Regions from separate parts of the Gasterosteus aculeatus genome. Here region 1 is linked to region 2. The links are chromatin contacts, called in public Hi-C maps. All regions are on one chromosome and are shown on one strand. The core of a region is the stretch at or near the end of the contact, and the rest is flanking DNA. Distances in the headings are between cores, read along the strand shown.

Region 1 (2,700 bases), core at 195-2,694, 45 kb before region 2:
CAAAGCTTCTGTGAAAACCTCCGGGCCAATTTTAATTCATGAAGGGAATCTTTCAAGTGACTACAGTAGCATGCATCGCGGTTTGAAGTGAGCTCAATTGAAAGGAAGTTCTCTCTGTCTGACTGCTCATCTGGGTAAACTGGCTGCGTGACTTTGTTCTTTCTAAATAACAATCGCCTGTGGTGACTCATTCTGGGGTTAGTAGATCTCGGTTTTGAAAAAAGAAATCTCCTAAATTCCTCATGAAATCTCTGTATTCAGATGCTTCCAAATGTACTGTAGGAAATAAGTAGACCACCAGGGGGAGACAAGCGCTAATTGTACACGGCCGGTGCTCAGAAAGGTATGGGGTTCATCGGGAGGAAGCCCATTTGGATAGAAGGGCAGACTCCTCAGATTGAAATAACATCCCTGGTCACATTGCTCTCAGGGACAGGGAACCTTCCGATCAGAAAATGTACATTTTAAGCTTTGTAAATAAATGAAAGCAAAATGATGTGCCTATTTCAACTCATACAACATATCATAAGAAGTCTCTGCAGTCAGAACTCCAGGGCTTCACATATACCTGCACTGTCCGACTCATGTAACTCAGGACAGCTGACAGCTGGATCATGCGAGGTGTTGCGAGGCTCATGCCACCCTAAAGCAGCTAAGAGCCCCGCTGCTCGGCTGAAAGCAGACGTTTGCAATTCGATTTGATGTAAAGTTTGCAAAGCAACGGCTTTAAAGTGAGCCCCTGAGCCTGCCAAGAAATGTCAAACTGTTTTTCTGTTGTTCCAGAGAGCAGCAGGGGTCACAGGTTAGCAGGTCAGACGGAGAGCGAACATCCCCGTCTCTTCATGCAGCAGCAAAGCTTTGGCTCCTAGCACTGATGCTAAAATCTACCCGCTGAAAAAAAAAGCTTTTGAGGAGCTTTTTTCTACAAACGTGTCAGGTAGCTGCGTCACAGGTGCCGGTGAATGGACGGTGGTTAATCTGTGGGTATTAATAGCGAACAGGTAAGCTGGAGCAGCTACTTATAGATATCCTAGCGAGCTAAAGAGCCACATGCCACAGGGCACAGGGTTCAAACGAGGTTATACACAAGGCAAAGGACAGGGTAAGACACCTGTGTTACCTGCAGCAGCAACGTTAAGTACGAAAAAATAGAAAAAGTACATCCAAGTGCTATGAGGGTTAAACCCCTAAAATACATCAAAAGTGAGCAAAACTCCAAGATGAGCACATCATCTGCTCATCATTCTAGGTGAGACATGTACCCTCAAGCTAGTGAGAGAAAATAAGTTCCCTGTGACTTACTTTGGCCTCTGGAAACCATGAACTCACGCACGGAGGATTGTTGCGTAATAAAAAATCCCGCGATCGCATGTCACAATCGGGCTAACAAAGGTGAAGCTGACAGATTGATGACACACACACACACACACACCGCATGCAGGCAGGCACGCACACACAGGATTAAACACATGACGATTCAGAGCTGGGAAGCAAACTACAGTTCTTTCTTTTGATATGGAGAACAGAAAATACAAGTTCTGCCAGACATGAATACCCCATTACGTCATTGCACACCTGTCCTTAAAATGTGACAGCATCAGTTAGGTCCTCTCAAAGTAGCTCTGATGTCCGGCATAGCAATTACCGTTAGAGCAATAACTAACATCACTGGTGATTACTGTCTTGATTAACAGATGTATCTTTAATGAAGGGTCAGGAAGAAAGGGAAAAATAATTATTTCTTGTTTTGTCTGACAAATGACACAAAACCCACTCAAATTTGGTTTATATAAGTCTTGCATTATTATTCTATCAATATATTTATATAACTATATATATAACTTTGATCAAAACATAAACTAGGGATGATTTAATGACCTTAAGAATTTAACCGATTAAATATGTATTAACCGACTATGTATGTTTTGTATACCATTTTCTCCGGAGCTCATATATATTTACTTTAATACTCCAAGAGGGCGCCCCATTGGACATCATTTTATATTAATTTTAAACTTTTCAAAATTGAAAATTAAAAACATTTTTTTTATTTATTGTCTCTCAGTTTTTGGTGCTACTGTAAACTCATGACTGGCTATGCTGGCGTCTGAAACGCTCACAAACGCTACAGTTCAAATAGGAGACGGCACAATTTATAAATAATATATCTGGAACATGATGTGGTAGCAACTTTTTTTTCAAATATCGGCTAATTTCAGCAAGGATTTATAATCCCACAAACACACAAAGAATCTAAATGTTCTGCATAACAAATGTTCATGAATCAGACTCCCAACACATTTCTGGCAAAGGGTAAAAACATTATAACTGGGTATCTATGTAAAATATCAATATTCAGACGGTGAAAGCAAGGGTGTTGCTCAGTTAAAGTCATCTCCATTCTTCTGCCTCTCCTGCATTCCCTCCATTGCGGCTGATCCTGAAAGATGACAATGTCATTTCTGCTCCATTTATTTCCCATGCGCTGCTCAGCGCTCCAATTCGCTCGTCCTCGCAGACTCCCCGCCCTCATCTCCCATGCTGAGCCAATATTGTGCTTAAATCTCATGCTCCGATTGTCTTGGATGAACCCTGTATGCCACAATTAGATAGACCACGGAATTATAATGGCACCCTGCGTCCCTGCAGATCACCCTTTGAACTGCTGAATGTTTACAGCGGAAGAGACCCAAATATATA
Region 2 (2,700 bases), core at 97-2,596:
CAAAAAAACAAGAATGATTTTCAATAACTGATCAAAGAGAGCCCAAAGTGCTCTTGAAAATGTGAAACTCCCGTCGGCTCAGCTTGGTACAGAGCTTTGGCACGATGGGGGAACCATGACTCACACCCCCATGATCTAAGAAAAGAACCCTGTTTAAAAGCGGATTAATTGATGCGTTCAGACAATGCCTAGATACGGCATAAAAATCACAGCCAAAAGGGAACATGAAGTTCAGGTCATTAGATATAATTAGAGGTTAGAACATCATGCAGTTACGAGGGATGGGAAAAGGCCCTGAGTAAAACACCGGCAATAAATGGCAGCTTTTGTTTTTTACATTGGCAACATTTCACGTATGTACAAATGGGTTTGTATTATTTTGATTGTTGCAGCAAAAAATATTCCGCCGTAGTGTTACCTTCCGTGGGACTTAAAGAGATAGTGTCGTGAGACACGTATATATGTGTACTGCTTGTACTATTGAACGAAGTACAAAAGTACGGTGAAAATACAAAATATACAAACACTATGGTCATTGTGTTTGAAAAACGCACCGTGACTACAACGCTGAGTATATCTTTGATTGAGGAAAACTACATCAAAGCACATTAACTCGACTTAAACTTATAGCAGAAAAAAGAAAATGGCAAAGTGAAATTTAAAATGAAAGTATGTACTGTCAGTACTTTGCTATTCTGGGGAGGGGAGGTAGATGGCAGACGGGACGACAAATAAAAAAAGAAGGATCTTGGAGGACGTGATGGATTCATGTTATTTGAGCAGTTTGCTTTCAGCCTTCTGAAACATAGTTTTCAAAGCAGAACATTCACATGAACTCTGCCTGACTCCTTCACCTGCTCTCTTCTACTCCTTCCCTCTGGTAAACAATCTGAGATCTGTCAAAACAGTGAGGGAAAACGGGAGCTCTGACACACGTACCGCAGCATTTGGGGGGAACACAAATTCGCCGTATCCTCCTCCTAATCACAAAAGCGCTTGTGTTCAAATGAGTATGTCAAAATGATGCGACATTTCCCACATACGGTGTCTCTGTGTGGAATGCTTTTTAGCGCTTATATGACTCGTCCTGCTACAAACCACACACGCAAATGCAAAAATACTAATCACAGAGTGGATCAAACTTCAGCAGGGAGGAGACGTCCTCCTCTTAAGTGTATGAATGGAAACCCACAGCTGCTTTGTATATTAGGAAGACTTACAGGCTTAGCTAAATATATATATGATGGAGGAGGACAAGACAAGTTGTTTGAGGAACAACTCCTGACTGAGAAGCAACACTTCACTGCCCTCTATGTTTAAAAGTTGAAAGTCTGTTTCACCTCAGATGGGTGTGGTGAGAAGTGGGAACTTTTATTCTTGTGAGCACAGCCAACAGGGATTGCACGGTGTAAACGGTCCACTGGAAGTCATCGAGTTCTCCTGTTCAGTTACGTTTTAAACCCTTGCAGATAAACACATACAGCACAACGATGACCCAGACACGGTGAAGTGAATGAGTATGTATCAAATACGGGATCTGTCCTTTGATTTAGTGTCTACCAACATCTATCTTCTACATAGTCAACAGAGATACACAGTAAACTAAGTGAACTAAAAAACACAAACAAACAAGGACATTCTAATAATTGAGTTTGCTTCAGAATCATCACTGTTCCGTAACATGATGCTATCTAAACATGTTAAGAGCTCTAAGAAGCACATTCACACACACACACACACACACACACACACACGCACACACAGGAGTTTGGCCCCTAATGAACAATTATAGATAAGAGGCTGGGCTTTTAGTGCTAATGTAGCCAAGGTAGGGTAATCTGATACCTTTAAGCTGATAACACAGGGTCTATGTGTGTGTGTGTGTGTGTGTGTGTGTGTGTGTGTGTGTGTGTGTGTGTGTGTTTGTGTGCCCAAATGCATGTGTGTGGTCTGATAACAGTCACTGGCTGAAGGACAATCATATCAGAGAGAAACGGTGACTGAATATAAATATCAATTGATAGCAATTAGTTCCCATTGTCTTATACGCATCACTTTCATGCAGCCTAATCCATCCTCCACTTCGGTATTTCTCTTTTGTTGTCTTCTTTGTTATTGGTTTCAAAAGGAGAATGTGTCAACAGAGGTATCTGATGAAGAAAATGAATAAGAGAATAAGGGAGCCCCGAAAGGAAGCTTAGACCTTACAGAACACTCGATGGTGATGGAGACGCAGAGAACAAAGAGGTGGACGGGCGGAGCGATCCTTTCAGGCGCTTTGTGCTCGCTCAGAGAAGAGAAGCAGAGTGAGGCGGGCAGTGTTCTTCCAGCTAATGCAATCAAACGCCATATTGATCTGAGGTGAGCCACAGATGGCTGCTGCTGACCTGAAGTTCATTGCTTCCAAATCAAATGAACGTGATTGAGTTCTGACAGATCGAGAGACGTTGGACGCGGTGTCTGAAACGGGGCTTTGGTTGAACATGGACGTAAACAGGAGTGAACATATTTTGGGGTTCTAACTCTCCTCAAAGCTGTTCAACTCAGTAATGTGGACCACTGTGTAGAATGGGTCCTTCTTGGTCCTTGAGCACAGCCTGTTCTCCCTCATAAATATCCAAACCTAACTTTTATTGACTAACCCTTTTATTGTTTTGTACTTATTTTTCTCGGAAAGAACATTACCAGGGATGTAAAACT

Evidence for each region. A called contact is a pair of places that touch in the nucleus more often than the background predicts.
Region 1: a Hi-C map of whole body shows a contact between it and region 2, with 5 times the contacts expected there. The contact joins two enhancer-like sites. A contact is called at or near these places in 4 of 6 Hi-C or Micro-C datasets (liver, skeletal muscle, tail fin and 1 more).

The regions. Positions count from the first base shown.
Region 1 is chr20:13,871,320-13,874,019 of fGasAcu3.hap1.1, reverse strand. The region is part of intron 3 of grb10b (growth factor receptor-bound protein 10b); the gene reads right to left. Among protein-coding and RNA genes, the nearest start is that of grb10b, 19 kb to the right of the region's middle. Within about 2 kb of position 1,444, at least 4 of the 9 cell types and tissues checked have open chromatin away from gene starts, as enhancers often do.
Region 2 is chr20:13,826,602-13,829,301 of fGasAcu3.hap1.1, reverse strand. The region is part of intron 7 of cobl (cordon-bleu WH2 repeat protein); the gene reads right to left. Among protein-coding and RNA genes, the nearest start is that of cobl, 18 kb to the right of the region's middle. Within about 2 kb of position 1,346, at least 3 of the 9 cell types and tissues checked have open chromatin away from gene starts, as enhancers often do.